Linked DNA regions of Sus scrofa: region 1 is linked to region 2. The links are chromatin contacts, called in public Hi-C maps. All regions are on one chromosome and are shown on one strand. The core of a region is the stretch at or near the end of the contact, and the rest is flanking DNA. Distances in the headings are between cores, read along the strand shown.

What was found. A called contact is a pair of places that touch in the nucleus more often than the background predicts.
Region 1: a Hi-C map of embryonic fibroblasts shows a contact between it and region 2, with 2.0 times the contacts expected there. The contact joins two enhancer-like sites. A contact is called at or near these places in 5 of 47 Hi-C or Micro-C datasets (alveolar macrophages, embryonic fibroblasts, fetal skeletal muscle and 2 more) and 1 of 2 datasets of contacts at active chromatin or transcription factors (skeletal muscle).

The regions. Positions count from the first base shown.
Region 1 is chr6:100,644,655-100,651,367 of Sscrofa11.1, reverse strand. The region is part of intron 1 of ARHGAP28 (rho GTPase-activating protein 28); the gene reads left to right. Among named protein-coding and RNA genes, the nearest start is that of ARHGAP28, 33 kb to the left of the region's middle. Within about 2 kb of position 3,752, at least 17 of the 83 cell types and tissues checked have an H3K27ac peak or open chromatin away from gene starts, as enhancers often do. A contact at or near this core is called in embryonic fibroblasts, where this site is marked.
Region 2 is chr6:100,512,353-100,519,193 of Sscrofa11.1, reverse strand. ARHGAP28 (rho GTPase-activating protein 28) reads left to right here. Exons shown (of 20, transcript XM_021096082.1): 14 at 3,753-3,835; 15 at 6,760-6,841. Among named protein-coding and RNA genes, the nearest start is that of ARHGAP28, 170 kb to the left of the region's middle. Within about 2 kb of position 2,958, at least 5 of the 83 cell types and tissues checked have an H3K27ac peak or open chromatin away from gene starts, as enhancers often do. A contact at or near this core is called in embryonic fibroblasts, where this site is marked.

The DNA of each region.
Region 1 (6,713 bases), core at 2,503-5,002, 130 kb before region 2:
CTTTTCACAGTGGGGACTCTGCTGACTGTAGGTACCTCCATGTGTAGAGCTGTTGGAAACATCTGGCACATTTCCTTTGATCGTGCCATTTGGCTAAACGTTTGGACAGTTGCTCTGTCCATTTTTAAGCTGTTCCTTTCTCCCTGATCTTTATTCCTTAATGTATCCAAAAAAATTCAGGGAACTTCAGCTGTTGTAGAACCATTTTCATGTGGATGAAGGTGGGAGCTTTTCCTTAACTTTTTATTTTGATGCAATTTTCGACAGAACCAGAAACCTTGCAGAAGTAGTGCAGAACGTTCCCAGGTAACCTTCTGTAGTTTCTCCTAATGTTAACACCTTGCAGAACTGTGTTCTATTATCAAAACCAAAAAATTAATTCAGCTACAGTACTGTTAACTATAACTATAGACTCTATTCTGATTTCAACAGTTCTTCCACTAGAATTGGAAATTTCTGTTGTAGGACTGAATCAGGAATTCCATGTGGAATTTAGTCATCACTCCCAAACTTCCTATGATCCATGACAGTCTGTTGTCTTTTGTGACCTTGACACTTTTGGCTTACCAACTCCTTGTTTTGTAGGAAGTCCTTCAGTTTGGATTGGGCTGATGTCTTCTCATAATTGGATTGAAGTGATGCATTTTGGGTGAGAATTCTAAAGAATGATGTCAGTCAGTGCCTGCCATGTTTTCCTGCTGAAAGTTACTTCTCCCCCCGCCCCCCCATAATTAATAAATATCTTGGGAGAGACATTTTTTTGACTCTGCTAACAATCTGTTTCTCCTCAAACTTTCCTCCTCTGATTTTAGCATCCCATCCATCTATGGATCTTGCCAGTAACATTTATTACAGTGATGTTCTAATAGTGATTTTCTATTTTCTCATTCCTTACATGTTTGGTTTATTTTACATACTATAAAACCCACATTCAGTATTCTCTCTAATTTTATTACTTGTATCTTTTCCTCCTTGAAAAGTGTCAACCAAATATAATGTAACCTACTGTTCTTTTCACAGTTTTGTCACAAAGTACAATAAAGTGGTTTTGTTTTTTCCGGTCTGAGTTTATGAAACTTATAAAGATAAATTCCCTAATTTTCCAAGTCCATGATTTTTTAGAAGCAAAATTTTATTACAGGCTTCATAGAAAAATAATCAGAAAATTGCTAAATCAAATACTGTGTTCAGAGGTGGTGATTATTAGATCCTACTTTGCCTGGAGCTTGTTACTGAGGCTCTTTTTCTGTTTTCTTAGAACTACGATTGCATCTGATGGGAACCATTTTCCCCTTACTAGTGTTCCTGAAATGTTACTGGAGCATTTTGCAAATGTATCATCACTAAAGCAAACATTCTACTTTGTATATAATCAACATTTCTTCTCATTCCATCCTTAAACTAAACTATTTCACTTTTGAGGTCATCTCCATTTTCTTTTCTCAATCTGTAGTCTCTAGATATCAGTTCTTGCAAAAAATAGAAGTAAAATGTTATACAGCGAAGTAAAGGAAGGGAATAAAATATTTCTCAGAAGAAAATTTTGGAAATAAAGTTTATGCATTTAAATGATAAATTTTGTTTTTAAGCCTCTTAAATATCTTCATTTTTATTTTTATTTTTTTTGGCTGCACCTGTGGCATATGGAAGTACCAGGGTCAGGGATCGAATCTCACCCACAGCTATGACCTACACTGCAGCTACAGCAACGCCAGATCCTTAACCCACTGTGCTGGCCAGAAAGTAAGATCCAAGCAGTGAGTTATAGGTAATCTTCCTAAGGCTCTTTTTAGGCAGAAAGAAGGGAGGGCAGTTTTTAATTCTTTTTTTTTTTTTTTTTTAGTTTTTAATTCTTGAACCCTTAAGTTCCTGTTCTTAGAATTTTTCATTTTATTTTATTAATTGCTTTCTTTAACTACTAAGGTAGATGTCTGTAGCTAAACACACATCTTTCACTTCGTTTCTTCCATGTGATTTGTGATATAACAGTTCCTTTTTTTTTTTTTTTGCTTTTTAGGGCTGCTCCTGTAGTGTATGGAAGGTTCCCAGGCTAGGGATCCAGTTGGAGCTGCAGCTGCCAGCCACAGCCACAGCCACAGCCACACAGGATCCAAGCCATGACTGCGATCTACACCACAGCTTATGGCAACACTGGATCCTTAACCCAGTGAGTGAGACCAGGAATTGAACCCGCAACTTCATGGTTCCTGGTCGTATTCGTTTCCACTGCGCCATAATGGGAACTCCAGTATAACAGTTCTTAATGCAGGTTAAGCTATGCCCTGTGAGAATTAATGGGGTTTTCCTCTTTTCTCTCCAAATATTTAATTGAGTTTTCACCTTATCTTGATTTTGAGGCCAACTAAGGGACAAGCCAGTCCTGGACCATGCCCATGTGAAGAGCAGTTCTGTTCTACACGTGGCTTAGAAATTTAGGATAAGTTGAGCGAGGTGGTGCAATGCAGTCCAGACTTCAAGCCTTCCCTGGTCTCCCATAAACCTGAGCCTGGTCCCTACTTATCAGTGATCTTGTACCCACAGGAAATGCTGAACCTAAGTTGGGCTTCAAGGATTTCTGATTAGAAATAAATCCAGGGCCTGTTGTAGTCTGAACTTGAATCTTCTGGAGAAGTCAGAATCAGAGTGGCCTCCAGGGCGTGGGCACTTGTGTTCATCTTCCAAGGCATTCATTTTGATAAACTTTGGTTTTAGAATACCGCAACTACAGAGACGAGACAGTCATTTTAGTTATATATAAACAGTGTGGTTGGGGCTTCTCTGCTAACTGCCATGTCTTTAAAAGTCTTCTCTAACTATTCTTAATCAACCAGGTTGTCCAGAGTGTATTACTAATAGGAACTAAGCATCTTGAAACACCAGTAATAAGTAAGGACTAATCTCTGTGGTACAGCTGGGAAGCAAAGTATAGGACTTCTCTTGTGGTGCAATGGGTTAAGGATCTGGTGTCACTGCAGTGGCTGGGGTTGCTACTGTGGCTCAGGTTCCATTGATGACCAGGGAACTGCTGCATGCTATGGGCATGGCCAAAGAAAGAAAGAAAGAAAGAAAGAGAAAGAAAGAAAGAAAGAAAGTGTCTTGCTGAAGACCCCATAAAGAATGACCAGCTTGCTGAGCCAGGCTCTGAATTTGTTCTGCTGGCACCTGGTCACTTGCTTCCATTACCTCCGAGCCCTCTCAGGCCACAGCATGGACTAGTGTGTTCTGGAACAACAGCAAGGAGAACATGGAGGAAGGGAAAACTAGCTCCTTGATGGGAGAACATTAAGGGTCTAGAACTGGAGAAAAGGTAGGGACTGTTATGAGCATGACATTTCCTTTGCTTCCTTTCAAATACTCTTCCAGCTCCCCATGCACGTTATCTCACCAAACGTAACTTGGAGAGTCTCGGAAACACACTTGCTGTGACTTTTCATTGGCATCTTAAAGAAAAACATTTCTGACCTCAATAGAGTAAGCAATTAAATGGGAAAAGAGCTGACTGTAAGTTTCCGCAGATTCTGTTTTGCAAAAAACAGAGGCTGCCTGGCCCCCGTGATTTTTAGCATACCACAACTTAACTTCTTTCCTCCTCCCTTATAAACTCAGTGATTACAAGGTCGACTTGGCAACTGTTTTTTGTAAAATCAAAATTGTGCTTAGTTGCAGAAAGTTCCACTCCCGAGGACTCCCACCTCTTTAGTTGCTGGGAGCGTGTAATTGGAAAAAGCAGGCCATGCTCTGCCTGTTTAGAGCTGTGTCATCCTTTGCGGGGCAGTGAGTCAACACCAGCTAAAACAACATGAGTCATTGCTTAGAAGAAGCCCAAGGGAAGCTGATTTCAATTATACCAATCCTAAACAAACATGATACTTCTCTTTTCCAGACGCTAAAATAGTTCTTAATGTAGGAGGTAAAAAAATTAGCACCAATTCTCTTTAGAGTTCATGGAAGTACTTGGCTACTCAGAGGACTTTCTAATGTGTCTTAAGAAGGAATTGTCTTCAGTTAATCAAATATTACCCTGATTTATTCTCTCTTCTGTCTCTTCCATTCCCACTCTGCTCATACCCAATTCAGATCATTACTCTTTTAATCTGATTTCAGAACTATTGAATTCAAATTCATAAAATAAAAAATGTGATTTTATAACTGTTTGCTTATTCTGCTCCAGGATCCCCCTGTGTGTTTATTTCTCTAGCGTCTAAAAGATGGTTTTAAGGGCCACCATGACTTGGGGGATGAGAAGTGATTTGGAAGGCCAATGCCATTGTTCAAGTGAAGATGCTGAGAGCCTAGACTAGGATGGTTCCAATATGGATGGAGGAGAGTAATGGAGTCTATGGGGAAAACAAGCAATGAAGTGGGTATGATTTGGTGATTAAATGAATACTGGAGATCAGGAAAAAAATCTTGGGTTTTTGTCTTGGAGTGTTATTAACTTAAATTGGGAATTCTGATAGACGAGCATATTGTGGATGGGGGAAGTTTAGCCTATGAAATGTTGAGCTCAGTGTATATGCCCAGCTGATAGTTGGCTGAACATCTTGGAAGCTTGGGAGGGATCTCAAGGCTGAAATATATCTATGCTGTTTATTCCTGGGAGACTTAAGTATCTGAGAGATAGTTAAGACTGGGACTGGTTGAGATGTGGCAGGAAAGAATAGAGTCTCTACAGAGATAGCAAAGATGGAAACCCAGGGAGCAGTGCCAGTGAGGGAGCGGCAGAGTTTGGGAGCCTCTGATAAAGCTAAGAGGGACAGGAGCATTCTGGAAGCCAAAGCCTTGGGCTCGGAAGGAGTGGACAGCCATAGCAAGGAAGCTAAATGACCAGTAAGGTCAAGACTAAAAGTCGTCCACTGGATTCGTAGTGTGGATAACACTAAGATCTTAGCTGGCTTGGGTTTAATGGAGGGAAGAAAGGTAAGCTGGTCTGTTGTAGGTTGAAGAGTAAATTTGAGGTAAAGAAACAGAGGGAGCAAGTTGAACCCTTTGTAAAAGCTTAGCTTATGGGAAGGTCAAGAGAGAGAAAGGCACAGTGAAGGGAAGAGCTTTTAAAACTTAGCAAAAAGAACTGAAAATTGGCTAAAAGTGAAGAAAGAAACCTAGCATTTCTAAAAGACGAGACACATTTAGTCTCCTACTTATAATTCTGTGCTAGCATTTTTGCATATAGGATGAACGTTTGTCACCGGCCCTACAATAGTTTGTCAGCACTTCTGGGCCAGGAGCATTGTCTGTTTTCTTCATTGCTGAACCCTTAACTGCCCCCCACCCCCTCCATTAAAGGGCCTGGCACTCAGTAATGTCTTAACAAATGATGGCTGAGTAAACATAGTGAAATGGAAATGGACCTCTCCTTGGGTTAAGAAGCTATTAGGGAAGTCTTCCAAAATCTGAGCATCACTTCCTTTGTGAAGTCTTCCCTGACTGCCTCCTCCTGAAGCAGATTGGTCCCCTCCACCTTTATACCTTCTCTACCTCATACCTTCCCCTAGTATTGCTAGTGTGGCACTTGTCCCACTACCTACTAGTGTTACTTACATAGCTGACCTTTCTAACAAGGAAGAGTTTGTTGATGTCCAGGACCATATCTTAGTCATCTCAGTGTCCCTGGCCTAACTCAGTGCCAGGTACATACATGTTTATTGAAATAATAGTAAATTAATTATTAAAAAATAATAATTCATTAAATAATAGTAAAGGTAATATTCCCATCAAATACAGGATGCTATTTTCATAATTTTGCTGTTATTTTTTGACCCTAGAAATATTAGAAATCTTGAATTGAGGTTGTGTTGGGGAATACACTGTTGTGACCTTACATACTATCTGCTTTCCCAGAATCTACTAAGTTAGCCTTTAGTCATAGGATAACATAAACTCTTGGTAACATGCTATGAAGTAAAGAATAATTAATAAAAATCAAACTGGTAAAGACTATAAATAAACATGCCGTGACACGTAAAACTGAGAGCTGCATGGATAATTAATAGAAAGTAAATATACCCTGCGTTGTTTCAAAGATTAAATTTTGCTTAAGGGTCATTTCACTCATTAAAACAGGGAGAACGTAACTCTAGATTTTTCTAGTAAAAGTGAAATTGAACAACCACCTATTGAGCCTCCTTGTGCCAAATACTTTCTTAGGTTCTGAGCCTGCAAAAAACGGTTAGTAGTCCTTCAGTGAGAATGGAGGGACTGTTAACAGGTGTTCCAGCTACATCTGAAGTTCAGCTCCTTGAGGGCAGAAACCGTGTCTCCCCAGCATTAGCTCACCGGCCCTGAGTGGACGCTCAGGATTTGAATGGTTGAAAGAATGCCTGAGAGAAATAGCATGAGGTGCTTCAGAAAAGTACAGGAGGTGTAACGGACGCTTGGGGCTTAAACTGGTGAGAGTGAGAAAGGGGTTAAAGAAAGCATCTGGGCAGAGTCATAACTAGATGAAGTCTTAAAGAATGAGCGTGAGTCAGGAGGAGGAATGAGAGTGGGAAGAGTGTTTTGGCAAAAGAACCAGCCTGAGGAAAAGGGTCAGCCATGTAGCCACAGTTGCTGGTATGCTGAGACTGGGGAATATGAGACCAGCCAGGGAGGGTGGAGACCACTTAATGTGCACTTTGGGTAAAATGACGCGGGTCAAACCAAACTCATTTACATGCCCGGTTTCTTCATTAGGATAATGAAGGGCTTCCATTAGTTGATCTCTAAGGGTCTCT
Region 2 (6,841 bases), core at 1,709-4,208:
GTGGGATCCAAGCTGCATCTGCAACCTACACCACAGCTCACAGCAACACCGGATCCTGAAGCCACTGACCAAGGCAAGGGATCGAACCTGCGTCCTCATGCATACTGGTCAGGTTCATTACTGCTGAGCCACAACGGTAACTCCCGTCATTCAATATAAGCATATTTTCCCTTCCATCATTGGGCACAGTTATGATAGCTGCTTCAGCATCCTTGTCTGCTAGTTGCAACATTTGAGTCATCTGAGGCTTGGTCTCTATTGATTGTCACTGTTTATGTCAAAGTAAGTTTAAGCTGAATCCAAAACATTGTGAATATTTTGGAGACTCTGCATTCTGTGATATTTCTCCAAAGAGTAGGGTTTTTTGCTTGGTTTGTTTGGGTTTTTTTGTATTGAAGCAGATAATTTGCTGTTCACTCCTTACCTGTGGTACTCCACAGAGGCATAGTTTATGGGGTGGGCCAAGATTTGGGTGGATTTTATACTAGATTTAGGGCCTTCTATTTCTTGACCTTTCTTTTCCAGGACTCCCCATAAATTCCCAATGACTGTGGTCATCCTGACCCCTGTCTGGTAGTTGTCCAGGCAAGAAAAACTATGGTTTTCTTTTGGAATTTTTGGCACCTCGTGTAGCACCATCTATGGCATGACCACAAATTAAAAGCCAGAAACAGGAGTTCCCGTCATGGCTCAGTGGTTAATGAATCTGACTAGGAACCGTAAGGTTGCAGGTTCGATCCCTGGCCTTGCGCAGCGGGTTAAGGATCCAGCGTTGCCGTGAGCTGTGGTGTAGGTCACAGACGAGGCTCGGATCCCACGTTGCTGTAGCTGCGGCGTAGGCTGGCGGCTATAGCTCCGATTCGACCCCTAGCCTTGGAACCTCCATATGCCGCGGGAGCGGCCCAAGAAATGGCAAAAAGACAAAAAAAAAAAAAAAAAAAAAAAAAGCGAAACTCTCCCTGTGCCATTCCCTAATTCCAAGTGTCCAATCCTCTCCTAAATCTGCCTGCTTTTGTTCATTCGCCAGTGCTTCAGGTGGTTGTCCTTTGAACTTTGTCCAGAGTTTATCGTGGTCTTAAAGAGGATTGATTGGGGAGGAGCTTCCTCAGCCATATTAGAAGAAGAACGTCCTGCCTTTGTTTATAAAGTCAAAAGAACATAGCATCTTCTGTGAAGTTTCCTCTTCTAGAAAATGGGCTGTAGAAATTACCTTGATGTGCTCAACAACTCATCAAAACAAGTTGATGCCACAGAAGATGTTTTTTGTTTTTGTTTCTCTTTTTTCTTTTGCTCTTATGGAATTATACAAGGAGAAGTCAAATCTCCCATGAAAGACCTATTCAGAAAATCCTATTCAAGAAGAAGACCATATTTAAATTAGTTTTTCTTAATATCATTATCCAGAGATTGAAGCCGGTATACTTCAATGAGAAGAGAAAATCTGGAATATATCCTGAAAAGGTTCATAGGAGAGTCCACATCCACATTTCTTTCTTTCTTTTTTTTTTTTTTTTTTGCCTTTTCTAGGGCCGCTCCTGCGGCAAATGGAGGTTCCTAGGCTAGGGGGTGTAATCAGAGCTGTAGCCACCAGCCTACACCAGAGCCACAGCAACTCGGGATCCGAGCCACGTCTGCAACCTACACCACAGCTCACAGCAACACTGGATCCTTAACCCACTGAGTGAGGCAAGGGATCGAACCCACCACTTCATGGTTCCTAGTCGGATTTGTTAACCACTGTGCCACGACGGGGACTCCCCACATTTCTTTTATGACTTTGAAAGTGAAAAAATACTATATTGCAGCGATTGATTTCATCCCAGCCAACCCCACAGGAAGCCCAAAGTTCTGGGCTCCTACCAGCGGGGAAGATGGCCTTTTTTTGCCACCTGGAGTGAGCTCTCCTTGGAACAAGATTTTCTGAAAGGAAGAACCATGCACATGTGTGTGTTTAAGCTGCCCCTATTTTTACTCTGAAACAGAGTTCAGGAATGTAGAGTCTTTTCCAGTGGTATAATTACTTTCTCTTTTCAAACATGGTCCAAAAAGTGCTCATAAAATTAAAAGACTAAGAGTTCATCAATCAAACCTGAGGTACTTTCATGAGAAGTTTAATAACTTTCTGGGAAAATAATGACCGCAGGGGGAATAAAAAAGACTCTTAACTAGGATGCAGTAAATGAATTAACTGCAAAACTATTAACCACAAAACAGTGTAAAGCTAGGTTTCCTAAATAAAATGAAAATGGATTATTTGCCAGTTTAGATTTTTTGTCTTAAGGGAAATTTCACAGTTGATCTGAAATTAATGCAAGTACAGAGCCTGCCTCTGCATCTATTGTTCCCCCCAGAGGCTTTTTGGGGGCACCATTGAAAAATTATAGACAGCCCTTAGTCTGCGATTTATGCATTAAAATAATGTCTCATGTCTCCCCACATGCTTTGTACTGAGCTATGCTTCTGATAGCGCCTGTTAATCAGGCAAACTCACGTCAGCATGCATTAGCCATTTTCAAAAACATCCTGGACCTGTGTCATTTTTGTTTACAAATTTGACATAAATGTTTAGAAATCCACTTGGGGATTGTGCTGAAAGTATACAATGTGAGCCTATAAATACTCCTCCCAGATGTTCCTTCATTACGTGGTGACATACGCCAGTCCTTTACGCCTCACTTGAGTGCACGTGACCTCCTGTGACCTAGTCACTTGTCACAGGAGTGTTTCCACTACTGTAACTAAGGAGCTCTATAGGCAGCTGGCTGCCTTGATCCATTGACTGTAAATTGACAGGTTTTCCGTCAACTTGAGACCTCCCCAGAGATTGCGGAACATAACCCCTCCCTCCAGAAACTCCCCACCCTGAGACCATTTTGAAGAGAACACAGAGACCAGGCAAAGCCCCATGCTCAAATATACCCTACATTTTCAGCACAGCTGGTTGTGGATTATCCAGTTGTGGATGGAATTCCTAAGATCCTCTCCCTAAAAGAGGAAGAGCCAGTATTGAGAACACACAGTAGCAGAAGGCCAACCCTCTGGCGCCATCTTCTGTCACTGCCAGGGAATAAACTACTCAAGAATCTCCTTAGCTCTAACTACGGTCACTTTCCCTTGATGTTCATTTTAGATCCAAAATAAGCATCATTGATCATAATAACAAGAGCATACACATAGAGAGGGGACTGTGTACAGGCACTTGTGGAAACACTCTAGACATTAACTCAGTCTTCCTAACAGTCCAGTGAGGTGGGTCTGGTGACTATTCCCATTTTACAGATCATAACATAGAAGCAATGAATGGTTAAATAGCCTGCCCAGGTCACTCAGTGATGAAGTAATAGACGCAGGATTTGAATCTGGTTCTAGAATCTGTGTTCGTAATAATTATGCTGCTGCTTCTTTCTATGGAAGCAAGATTTATTTTCTCCTGAATTGAACTTCATGCTCGCTGTTTGTAGCATAAAAGTAAAACAAGTACTTTGCAAGGAGAAGTGTTATGTAGATCCAGAGCTATTTTGAGGACCTCCTTGGCCACCTGCCTCTACATTGGCATCCTGAGGAGCTCAGGAGGAGTTGACAGACTGAAGCCCTTGTCCAAGTGAATGGATTTATGATGTTGGACATAAAACTTGAGTCTCTCCCACTGGAAGCTGTCAGGGCCCTCCTGTGCCACCAGATGCCAGCAAGAAGGGCTGCCTGGATGCATCAGCATTGTTCAAAATGTGTGGTTATTTCTGTTTTCTTGTTAGGAGGGCCGCACATCAAAGTACAGTTTCAAGCCTTACACCTCATGGTCATGGCGCTGCCTGATGCCAACAGAGACACAGCCCAGGTAAGTGGTCTGGACCTGAGAGTCTGTCATCAACGCTTATGGGTCAGAGGAAGGGGCTCCAATGGCACAATGACAACTGAGATGACAGCTTATCAACCTGCTGAGCATGCAGCCAACCTGTTGCCTTTCCGTGTTCCCACTGCTGTTCTCCTAGGATGCCAGGAAAGAAGATACAACCTGAATCTTCTTTAAACTTTTCTGTTTCATTCGCTCCATCTATTAGAGATTTTGATCATCTACCACATGCCAGGCACGGGGCTCAGGTTAAGAGTAGGAGGAAAAAAAGCAAAGACGGAGGACCTAAGCAGAATAACGTCAGGAGTAAATGAGACCGCTGTGGAAATTATAGAATATAAGGTTGTTGGTCCTCAGCTGCCCCCTTCAGTCCAGTGGCAAAAGATCTCACAAGTGTCCTTGGGAAGGAAATGTGAAACCCCTGATTTAAATGAAATTTCTAGACTGCTCATGTCTTACCCTTTATGAAGATAATTTAGTTTAAAGAATTATGGCTTCTCAGAATTTGAGATCTCCTCATGGGATCTTCTTATGTTCCAGATGAAGAAAATTAAGCTCAGAAAAGCGATTTCTCCATGAATATATGATAGGACATTTGATGGAATTAGAGCCCATAGTACTCCATTCCTCACTCCTTCCTTTTATTTCACATTCATTTCTTTGCTTTATGTTTATAAAAATCAAAGTTTCCATTTGCAGTTTTGATAATGATTCTGTATACAATAGAAAATCTGTTCTAAGGGCAGTGGATGCTTGGAAACTTCCAAATGAAATCAAGGTGAGAATGAGTTGGAAAGAATCCATAATTTTGAGACCCATAAACCTGCCAAAAACAAAGATGCTTCTTAAAGTCACCCCCTTGTGAGACATTTCAGTTTGGTGAGGACCTCTCCTCCCATACACAGAAACCATCTGTGTCAGTCATTATATTCTCTGTCCAAGGATGGAGATTGGCTAAGGGATGAGAATGTCTGTTTCTAATACTATTTGGTAACTTTCAAAAAGCTAGAAATTTATTAGCTTTGTTTCTTTGGCTTTGTCCAAACAATGTCTTTTAATCCACTTAAAAAAAAAAAAAAAGAATTCAGTGTGTCAGGGGTCAAGATGTCATCTCCCCTTTCACATAACTGAGGATGTAGCATTATCAAAAAATTTGGTACCTTGCTAATAGAAGATCTTCTGTCTCTCTCACTCTGTCCCATCCTTAATTGTGACTGGAATGAAAAATCAAACCTAGTGTTCTGTAAAGATCAAGATTTCTGGCCCAAGAGTCAGGCTTTCTTGGATCCGGTCCTGGCTCTGACATAACTGGTGCTAGTCAAAGTTACTCAGTCCCTCTCCACTTTGGTTTCCTCATCTATAAAACAATATCAGTAATAGTACCTACCTCATAGGGTTTGGAAGGATGTTAAAATGAGTGCATGTATTTATGTAAAGTAGTAAGAATAATACCTAGCTCACAATAAACCTTGAAATAAATGTGAGGTGTTGCTACTAGTATGTGCTATTTTCTCATTACAGATACTGTAGCAGAATTCAAACTTGGGAAACCAAAGAGCATTGCTTTTTAGGATTTCAGTCCTCTTGGTGAATTTCAGGAAGTTCTGACAAGCCTTTATACTTTAAAGGCCCAGCCAAATTTTATTAAGCTTTCCCAGTTTTTTTTTAATGCTGAGCACAGCTGCATGTAATCATTTCCCTTTGGTCTGCTGAAGATTCCAGAATTGAAGTGCAGTAGCAAAATAACACCCAGAAAGTAAAAGTTTTCAACTTTTCAATTGAGATTACTTTTGGACTGAGGCATGAGATACTCATATTTTTGTGGCTTTTCTTTCATTTCTTTCTATCCATTTTACTTTAAAACTTTTTCTTGAGATATCATTGACACATAACAAATTAGTTTCAAGTATACAACATAGTGTTTTGATAGTTGTATACATTGCAAAATGATCTCCATAATAAGTCTGATTTCCTTTCATCACCATTACAAAAGTTTTTCTTTGATGAGAATTTTTAAGATTTACTTCCTTAGCAACTTTCAAATATGCAGTAGAATAACATTGCCTATAGTCCTCATGCTGTGTATTATATCCCCATGACTTATTTGTCTTATAACTTACTTATTTTAAAACTCATGTTTTTTAAAATGGGTTTTCCTTTCCCAAGGAAACAAAAAGTAGATTTTAACAGTAATATCTGAAATTAAGAGTGATTTTTAGAATTACTTTTCTTCCTTCACAACAAAACTGCATTTGAAGTTTATTTGAGCAATAGTGTCTTCTCTTCCTTGTTTACTATTTAATTTTAATATGTGTCAAATTTGCTTAAGGTAAAAGAAAATATTAAAATATTAAAATGTAAGGTAAAGAAAATATTAAAATGTTCCCGTCGTGGCACAGTGGTTAACGAATCCGACTAGGAACTATGAAGTTCCGGGTTCCATCCCTGGCCTTGTTCAGTGGGTTAGGATCTGGCGTTGCCGTGAGCTGTGGTGTAGGTCGCAGATGCGGCTTGGATCCTGTGTTGCCGAGGCTCTGGCGCAGGTCGGTGGCTACAGCTCCAATTCGACCCCTAGCCTGGGAACCTCCATATGCTGCGGGAGCAGCTCAAGAAAAAAAGGCAAAAAGACACACACACACACAAAATACAAACTATTATTTATGGATATCATAATATAATAAATTACATAAAATGGAGCTGTATTAATGAATCAGAAAATTAAATAAACCCTTCACATTCCTCACTAGCACTTTTAAGCAATTAAAGGGGAAACATGACAGATTTAACCATTCTGTAGCTCTGACAACTTTCCAGAGGTACTGTAGAATGATAGAAACAAATGATAGTGATCAGTGATACTTTTTCATGATATACAATCACTGGTGCCACACAATGCTGTTTCTTATTAGGCCCTCATGACATTCTTCAATAAAGTCATTGCCAACGAATCCAAAAACCGGATGAGTATATGGAACATATCTACTATAATGG